Regions from separate parts of the Triticum aestivum genome. Here region 1 is linked to region 2. The links are chromatin contacts, called in public Hi-C maps. All regions are on one chromosome and are shown on one strand. The core of a region is the stretch at or near the end of the contact, and the rest is flanking DNA. Distances in the headings are between cores, read along the strand shown. Region 1 has its middle 160 kb from the start of LOC123095217. Region 2 holds the start of LOC123095216 (neurogenic locus Notch protein).

Region 1 (5,351 bases), core at 2,656-5,155, 170 kb after region 2:
GCTTGTTGCAATGACTCTTGGTCATCCGGCCCACAGCGTATCTCTTAAAACCTTCGAAGCTTCCCTTCAAGAACTCAAATCCACCGTGCGTTGGCCCCACGGTGGGCGCCAACTGTCGTGAAATTGTCATGTCAGATGTCCTATTGAAAGGACTTAGTCGTGGAGTCATCGCAACTAAGAAGCTTAAAGGGGTTAATCGGGACAAAAGAAACGGGGTTTATACTGGTTCGGCCCCTTACGGTGAAGGTAAAAGCATACAATCCAGTTTTGACTGGGATTGCTTATGTCTCGAATACCAGGGAGCGAAATCGCTTGACCTAGCTCTCGATCTAATGTTACTTGCCCTGAACCGCCGCCGGGTCGTCCCTTTATATACAGAGGTTGACGCCCAGCGGCTCACATAGTCCCAGTCGGCTCATAAACAGTGTCCGGCTCGGTCTCTAACTATTCTTGCCTTACAATACAAGTCATGTACATATGGCGGTTTATCTCTACGGGCCTTAAGTCGCCTTTGGGCTTTGGGCCCTTGACTGAACCGCCATCTTCAAGCTTTGTCTTGGGCTTCAAGAGTCTTCATAGGTATAATCCACCCCCTTTTGGGCGGGTCATACCTAATAGTTATATCCCCAACACCACCTACTTTTTCTCCTCCCAAACGGATACATTGTGATTAATATTTGATAACTCCCTCCGGTATCATATCCGTGGACCATGTCCGGACATAAAAACGAAAATATACCGGAGCCATTTGCGGGTCAGCGTTGGAGATGTCCTAAGACACCGTTTTTGACATTGAGATCTTAAACTTCTAGTCGTCGTTCGTCTTTCTCCATATCTCCTCTTTCTCTAAAGAGAAAAATGGCCGTGGCAAGTCAGATGCTTTGTGGTGCCTTGTTTTAGAGCATGTACAAATGGGGCAGCACCACACCGCTGCCCCACGTTTCACGTAGATAAAAGTAACTAAAGCCACTGTCTAATACTACCTTCGTCCAATGGAAGCAGTGGTATTGTCATAAGGGTTGGCAGCCTTTTTCTATTCACCATAGAGTAGGCTTGTCCTGTTAAAGTTAGCACGGTGATGTCCAACCCTTCGTCATTGGCAGAGTCTGCACTTTTATCAAGGGAGAGCCGGCCTCTTCTGCAGGGTCCCATCTATCTCTGCAAGCTACACCTTTTGCTAAGCTCAGCTATCCGAACCTACGTGGCAAGCTGGAGCATCTGTCCATGCTGGAGCATTGGCCATGCCCTTATGAACAGAAGAGGGGTCAGTCAGAGGAAGGTGAGACGTGAAGATCGCGTGCGTGCTCGTCATAAGCTTAAGCCGCTGGTCGTAAAGGTTAAAGGTAATAAAGCTAGCTAGCTACTCCTAGCGCTATCACGTCAATGTAAAGCAAAAAAAGCATCGACATGGCCGGCCAGTGAACTATCGGGAGAACATTACAAACAGGCACATCACGCATCCTCTCAAACTCGATTGGAGTTTGATTCCCATCAACAGCTAACAACGCCGTGGGTTATCTCGTGACTCTCAACACGTAGGCGTAGGTTGGTAAGAAAAATTACACTACCCCGGTCATTGCCGGCAATCTATCTTATGTGATTCGTGTCGAGCGGTCGAGCCGGCCGGCCAAGTGCATGCGCGCGGTCACGTCGAAATGATCGAAAGCGGGCCGACCCGCGTCTGGGCGGATCAAACAGCACATGTGTTGGGAGCTAGCCGAGGCCGGCCTTGTCTAGTGTAACGGCGAGCATACCACGCCACGCATGGCGCGGCATCCACGCACGCCCGCCCCTGTAGGTACAGGCAACCGCATCACCGTCGACCGGTGCCGGCCGGCCGGTGCACGAGGCCGGATCCGGAACGGGCTCCCGTCGCCTTTCTCGGGGGACCTACCGGCTGGCCGGATATACAAAGCCTAGAATGGATTTGATTAGGAACAGTGCTCCTACGACGTCGGACCAGACTGCTCCTGGACCCCCCGTATGTGCGTGCGTGCTTGCATGTGCATGCAATGCAATGGCGCACCGAGCGCCTGTGTACGTATGGACCCTACCATGGATGGGAGCTCTCTCTCTCTCGGTTGGCACGGACGGTGGATGTGTGAAAGATGGATGGACCAGACTAGATGTGCGACAAGTGTCCGAGCGGATCGGCCGTCTGATCTGACCCGAACCTGATTCTGGCCTTCTCTCCGACGAAATGCTACGGTCAGGCGGACCGACTGCGTCCAGGGCCTGGAGGGTTGGGTGTGTCGACTGGTAGAGCGTATTTATGGCCCCGTGCGACGCAGCGGTCAGTTTCGGGCCGACAATGATGATGCCTGGCTTGATCCTATCGGCATGCGTGTCGGTTGCTCCCATGCCTTTCCCTTTCACCAACTAAGGGCATCCTATGGAGTACCACTGGAGTAGTAGTATTGATGAAACCCTTAATTGCAGGATCTTGGTCTCCAGTATCCCTTCAACAACATACTCCAGCCCATTGGTCATGTAAGATGAAAAAAAGTTTCCAAAACATGTCACCCGCAAAAATTAATTTGGTCATGTAAGATGAAAAAAAGTTGTACTGCTGTGCAGCATTGCCCATTTCAAGGATAAGACTCGATAAACAATTGTAACCAAATATCAGAGGCCATGGATCAGGGTTTGTTTTCTTGCGCTCGTGGACTTCAGAGGCAATGCATTGACTAGGGCCAAAACCTGTCACTTCTGCTGTTCTGTGGTCGTCTTCTCTTCTCCGCCCCTTCTCCACTGACTCCAACGCCGACGCATAATTTATCTACTACATCCCCGTCGCATTTGTACATTTCCGATTCGGGGTCAATCGACCCGAAATCACCATGACATCGGCAACGCATCGGCCACTGGAATCCACATGTTCGGCCGTGTGTCCGCGGCCTACAGATCATTCGTGCGTGGATCTTGCGGTGAAAAATCCACGCCCCGTCTTTCGTACGAGTAGTACACATGCACAGAGACTGGAGTCAGGACTAGCAGTGCGGTGCTGCACGCAGTGCGGTCGTACCAGCAAAAGGAGCAATCGATATCCGCGCCGCGAGAGAAAAGGCGGAGAGAGGGTTTGAGCCATGGATCGGTATACGTTCTCGTGAAGAAAAAGCGGATGCGCCGGCCACTGCCACACGTGCAAACCCACACGGGACCTCTGTCACCGGCCTGGACCACCCTCCGGCCATGGAGATGGAGTAGATTGTTTCCTGATGACCACCGCTACTAGTACACAGCACAGTCTCACAGCTCACAAATGTACACAAAGGTCCATACTACTAGTAGTTGCCATAAGCCCAAGACGATCCTGTAATCATGTCAGAAGTACTCCATTTAAGCATGCATGCCTTTGGAAGGGAGCAGGCGCACAGTGATACTGCACTGGTGTTTGGAGACTTGTGTCCGAGGCTCCAATTAATCTATTGCATCTTTTGTGCATGTTTCTGGATCTTGTTTGGACGGTCTTGTGACTTTGTGAGCGTGTGAGACAAGCATGGAGGTAAACAGAGGCTGAGTGCCACTGTTTGCAGCGAATCAAGCCATCACCCAGCTGTGGAAGGGAAGAAAAAGGGTGCACCGGCACGAGCGAGACGAGCCCCGGCCGTGGACCGGTCAAATAATGATAACAATTCCATGAGGTGGGCGTCCACCGGCTACCGTCTCTTTCCTCGCGGCCCCACACTGTAGGCTCATCGAGGACCGGGTGTAGGAGCACACGTGTCCGCTCACCGTTGGCTCTTGCATTACTTTTTTTCTTCCCTCCCTTGCTGACCGTTGACCTGGCCCACTCGTCGCAACAGGTTTTTGAAGGCCCGCGGGCGCCCGAGCCCAGGGGTCAGCCCTTACGAGGCCCGGCCGAGTGGGCACACGGGTCCATTACATTCACGCCGTGTCTGCGGGAAGGGAATGGTCTGTCCCCGACACGTGGGGCCCGCGGTGCGTGCGTCGGGGTCATTTCGGTCACTTCGGCATGGGCGCACGAGCGGAGGGAAAGGTCGCCTGCCCCGCCTGCCTCTGCCCGCGCCCGACGACGACTCGCCAACCCGACAGGGACGAACCTCTGCGCCCCAGCACGCGCATGTACGCCCGAGGTTGGGCCCCACCGCTCAGACCCTGCCGCCGCTCCCCACGAAGCACGTACAGTACGGGTACGGGTACGGGTGCGTTTCGTTCGTTCGCACATGGTGTACGCGGTACGTTGCAGAGCGAGTGTTTTAACTCGGAGTCAAAACATCGCACGGCACGATACGAGTCCAATGTCCATGCCAGCCTACCTGCTAGGAGTAGCTCTGTTTGCAAAGACGTACGTACGTGCTACCACTTCCCAGTCCCACCCTACGTATACCTACGTACACGACGCCAACACTCCGTTCCGAAATCCGGTGCGCAAATTTTTTCGAGCAGGACATGGAGATCCCATGCGGAAAACGGGCTTGTGATGGAGCGGTACGTGCCGTCCGTCGGCTCGTGCCTCGCATGCATCAACTCAGGCACAGTGCGGGGAGGAGGACGGACCTAGAGAGGCTAGGTTCTTGTTACTCACACAGTGCGAAACCTATTCGAGGCCACCCAACGGCAGTTTGGCAAAGCATCAACTCCGTAAGCCCCCCAGCAACAGTCCGTGTACGTGCATGTGCGCGCACGGGTCGCCTCGGCCGGACGGACGTGACACGACACCACGTTTCGGCCGTCCGGCCCGGGCGGTTGCGGCCACACGCACCGGCACCGACGATCAATCCATCCATCCACGTAAGTACGTACGTACGAGCGCCACTGTGTGAGGCCAGGAGCTGTTCAGTCATGCGCAGTGCACCCCATGCAAATGCGTGCGCAGAATTAAGCTAGACACGCCACTGCGCCCAGCGAACTCTCTCCATCGATGCATCTCCCAGGTCGATCCGTCCCGGTCCAACAGTGCTGGCGCTAGCTAGGGCGTTGGATCGACCGACTGGGCATGTGCATGTACGTGGTGTACGTCCGCGGAGAGCAGGATAGGCTGCAGAATGCTATATATGGTGGCGTGTCCGCATTACGTACGTGCGTGCGTACGTACTCCACTGTGGCTGGTTGGCTGCCGCTACAGCTGCTCGACCTGCATGCTAGCTTGCTGGTGCATGCATGTCTGGCTGGTTTGAGAGCCCGGTCGGTCCAATCAATGAATGCATGCTCTGCTTATCCCTCTTGAATGCAACCACTACAAAGCACACACCTAAACCGAGATGATCTTCTTCCTACCAGCAGCCTTTTTTTGTTCTAGGACCACACTCACTCCACGTAAAAGATGATCGACGAGGCAGTGAAATGCACGATCGAGCAGTACTGACGCGCGGAGACAGGCCAGGCGT
Region 2 (4,634 bases), core at 164-2,663:
TCTCCTGCGCTCCCCTTGACCCCCTTTCTTCTTTTCCACGTGCGTGTGCCCGTGTTAACCAGGAGCGCCATGGATGACCAGCCTCGAAGCTTGCAGCCGCTGTCGTGGGTTGTCCCTGTGCTCATTCGATGACGGCGCATGCAATACGAAAGTCGTATCAAACAGCGAGGTGAAACTACTCCTCAAAGAAACTCCAAATGATCGACCGTGTCTCACGAATTTGTCAAAATTCGTCCAAAAAAGCTTCAAATATGAATACGAAATTCAGCATATAGAGTGAACGAAACTATGATCCAATCGCCTAAATGAAACCATAACATCTAGGCGCATATTTTTCATGTACAACTTATCGCGAACCAGAGCACGATTGCGTAGAAGCGATAAAGGAGACCAGAGAGGTGCTTAGAAGAAAGTACCTTATGTACACGCATGCAGCCACCCACGTGGGCTTGAGAGAATCGCTCGAGCCTGGCTCGCCGGAAACTGTCGATCTGAGCATTTCCAGTGATGCAGACCCAAAAATGTTTTAAGAACCGTGCGAAGCAAGCCAACAGTGTTTGTGTAGAACGAAACACGCCAACAACAAAAAAAGATGCATCCAGCGGCCCTGGTTGGGCTAAATGCGGGCAACCAAACGCGTCCTACAAGTTTCTGGGTGGTGGGGTGGAGTTTTTCAAGTTGTTGGACTAAATCATCACATCCCGTGCAAGCCCCCGAGTCTGTGGTGCTATTGGAGCTTCTGCAGCCGGGCGCCTCAAACGCGCCTCATACGCACGGGCGGGCCGTCCGGTCACTGTCCGGTCATATTTTTTTTTACCCAGACGCCCCTCTCAAACGACCCTCAAACGTCTGGGCTAACCGGCATCCCTCATATCCAGCCCAAATATGGGGCGGATATTGGGGCGCACGGACGCACCCGCCACATCGGACCTGGCCCACGCTGGCCCACTCGATCCCACATAAATTCCTCTCCATCCGCTCGCCAGACCAAACACTAGCCACTTCACTCCCCTTTCCTCCGCCACCTAAACTCGTCTCCGGCTTCTTCCGGCCGTCTCTGGCATGGCGGGCAACGGATACGAGTCCTTCACCTTCAGATCCGTCGACCACGAGTTCATCCCACGTGGCCCCGAGGAGGAGATGATCTTGCGCGAATATATGCTGGTGGTTTGAGGGTCCTCCTTGGAGATACTACTCTCGTAGCCTCTCTTTTTTGGAAAATAACAAAATTATTTCTATATCCATCGAGCTATAGTCACTAATTTCGATAATAGTTTGTGAAAAACACAAGAAGATAGATTTGAAAAGTATCCGGGAGCGCCATCTGGAACGGAACCCACCTTGACTTTGCTCGGCTCCTCGCTGCCAAGTCAATGTTGGAAGCCCCCATAAAACCTCCTCATCTCCCTACCAACTAACTGTACACATCCATCCGCCTCTTTAAGCTCCATCATAACAACCGCCCACACACACACGGGAGCGCAGAGACCGGAAACAAACACCAACGGGCAGCAGCAAAGCAGTACTAGTGGGCTACTTGCGGCTGGAATCGACAGAGAACCCAAGAACCCAAGATGAGACGACTCGCCGGCGGCGCCGCGCTGGTCCTCCTCCTCCTCCTGGCCATCACCGCCAGACCTGCCGCCGCCGACTTCTTCTCCCCTCTCAGCCCCCTCCTCGCCCCCGTCATGGGTACGTCTCCTCGCGCACTTCTCCCCCCGCCCCTCCCAACGCCGCCGGCGGTGTTAATTACGAGCTTGGCCTGAGGGTTGATTGATGCGAGCAGGATCGCTGTGCAAGACGGTGGCGTGCGGGAAGGGGAACTGCACGGTGACGACGGGGCTGCCGGGGTACAGGTGCGACTGCGAGCCCGGGTGGAAGCAGATGCACGTCGGCGACAGCCTCAGGTTCCTGCCCTGCGTCATCCCCAACTGTAAGTGCGCGCTCCTTCTTGCGTACCTCCTTTCTCTTCCTTCATCAATGGGCAGGCAGGCCAGCCCAGATATGCCGGAATTGTTTGTTGTACTGGTGACGGTCCATAACTGCATACCACCTACGTCTCGGGATGCCTAATCTGTCAGCAACTTCTCTGTAGTCGTGTGAGTTTGGTGTGCAAATGGTCAGTGGTTACAGGCCATCTTGCAGAGGATGGGTAATTCTGACCCACGATTAGCTTCTGATGAAGACATATCATCGTTTTGTTGTAAGATTAGTTCTCAGAAAAATAGAATAGTTCAGCAGTCTGAACTGCGCCAGAACTCCCCATGATTTATATGCATCTCGAATACATGGTGATGTGGACTTGCAGAGTCACGAAGTCCATTTTGTACTCAAAAAGGATGTCCCCTTTTCAGTCTGAATAAAGTCGATTTTAGGCACTGAAAGTCCACATGTACATAAATCTCATTGGTCCACCCAAACGCGTAGTAATCACAGTTTCTCAATTCTGTTTGCTGTCTCTATTGTTGAAACAGGCATGGGCCTTAATTTTTAACACGCATCTCTATCAGTCAGAATAGGGACAGGTTACTTTTTAAATGCTTCTGCCTTCATGTCATCTTCAGATTTTTCTTTTCAATCAAAAGTGCTCTCTTCAGAGTTCTTGTTTGTCAGTGTGTTTCTTCCTACACCTGAAGGAACACTTGTGTATACTAATCCAATGCACAGAAATTAATCAATATTATCTGTGCAGAAAATATAACAGACATTGCTTATATCATCCCACATAACCAACAAAAGAATATCCCTGCAGGTACCATTGATCACACATGTTCTAACGACACTTCAGCCCCAACACCGGCGCCTTCACCCAAAAATGTCTCCGTCTCAGCAAACCGTACCACTTCTTGTTTTCCCATTTGTACATTTTGTGATCATGTTGTTTTCATTTAATCCGTAGTCATGTTGATTAATCTCTGTGTACAATCCTATTTACAGCTTGTGACTTAGCTTACTGTGGTTCCGGGGGCACATGCAAGAACGCCACCGGGCTCAGCTACCACTGCGAGTGCAAGGAGGGCTTCAGCAATGTTCTGAACATGACCACAATGCCTTGTTTTCAAGACTGTAAGATCATATGGACACAAGCAACTTCCCATGTGTACAGCAAAACCACGCATCTCACATCTAACTCCTGCATCATTCAGGTTCTTACGGAGCGGATTGCGCAGCCATCGGGATCGTACCATCCACAAACTCCAGTTCTACAGCACCACCAGCTGGCTCTGCAAGTGTTTCAAACAATTGCAATGCACCTGTTCCAGGTATAAAGTCTTGCTTCAGATATGTCTCGACATCTGCATCGCTTGTATATACGGGTTAATTTACTGTCATCGCCTTTGTTATAACATTTGCAGGATCTGTTTTGCGGCAAATTCTGCTTCCTCTGCTGATATTGGCCTCACTGGCCATGGGTCAGGCGACATGAACAGAGGATGGTTTTATACCACGGTATAACACTAGATGGAGTATTTGTTCACGGACAGGGTAGAGCTTTTAGCCCGTTAGAGATGTACTTTGTTGGGTGTATGTCGCTGCTGCAGTATACTTTTGCACTTGTTAATTCTTCTATGGTGCGAGAATTGATGTTGTAGTGTGAAAATGGAATAAACTGTCTCTGTGAATAATTTTATAATATTAAATAAACCGATTGTCTATTTGATCGTTGGTTGGCTGAAACTTTTCATGTTCTTATTTCTGATGTCGATTTCCTCAATGGCAGAATCCTACGCGCTATAAATAGAGCAAAGCAAAAGGAGTTTGATATTTTTATCATAAAAAAGCTACATAGTACTTCTTTTAGATTTTGTTTTTAGGGAAAACACCCGGGCTTTATTAAGGGGGTACAGTAGCAGATACAAAGCCCGGGGGGCTCCAGGAGCGAAACATGGCGGCCTGGACATAAAACTAGAGACATTCTAGCAATATTATGAGCATCTACATTATACACCCAACATCAGCACGAAAAATAGCTGCAGGTGCTTGGCTGCAGCTATTTTTCATGTTTGTTTGGAGGATTTTCATAGGAAACACATAGGAACAAGGATCCCAGAGGAAAATTTCCTATAGATGTGTTTGGTTTGTAGGAAATGTGTACAAGAATTTCGCAGGAATACTATTCATTTCCTGTGTATTTGGAGGAAATTACACATCCACTCAAAGCTTATTTTGGCCGTAGGAACGAGGCGAGACAATTCCTTAGGATGGCAAGTGCCATCCTATAAGATTCCTATACTAGTCCTAATTCCTACGTTACGAAATCCTCCAAACCGAATAAGCCCCTAAGGAAACATCTCGTAGAACCTCCAGCTTGCGCGTGACTTCGGTTAAGATCATGGTTTCCTCTCCTCTGCTTCCTTCATAGATACTTCTGGCAAGCCCCCTAGAATCAGAGGCTATAACAGCATTGTACAGATTTAGGTTCTGCATCAAGCACAACCCTTCGCAGCACGCCATTGCCTCAACACAAACTGGATCGTAAACAGTCTTCATAACCAATGCCGAAGCCCCCAGGTAGGTACCATACCATCATCAGCATGAAAAATAGCTGCGGCCGAGCACCTGTTGTTCTCATATGACAATGTAGCATCAACATCACCTTTCACAGCACCCTTTGGAGGACGGATCCAACGCTG

What was found. A called contact is a pair of places that touch in the nucleus more often than the background predicts.
Region 1: a contact with region 2 is called in a Hi-C map of leaf, with 2.3 times the contacts expected there. The contact joins the enhancer-like site here to the promoter of LOC123095216 in region 2. A contact is called at or near these places in 2 of 5 Hi-C or Micro-C datasets (leaf and root).

Annotation. Positions count from the first base shown.
Region 1 is chr4B:558,618,771-558,624,121 of IWGSC CS RefSeq v2.1, forward strand. No RefSeq gene overlaps it. Among protein-coding and RNA genes, the nearest start is that of LOC123095217, 160 kb to the left of the region's middle. Within about 2 kb of position 3,906, at least 7 of the 8 cell types and tissues checked have an H3K27ac peak or open chromatin away from gene starts, as enhancers often do. A contact at or near this core is called in leaf and root, where this site is marked.
Region 2 is chr4B:558,454,530-558,459,163 of IWGSC CS RefSeq v2.1, forward strand. It overlaps LOC123095216 (neurogenic locus Notch protein), which reads left to right and starts at 1,414. Exons shown (of 6, transcript XM_044517014.1): 1 at 1,414-1,692; 2 at 1,787-1,933; 3 at 2,753-2,836; 4 at 2,938-3,066; 5 at 3,147-3,263; 6 at 3,357-3,656. The coding sequence starts at 1,575. The coding sequence ends at 3,427.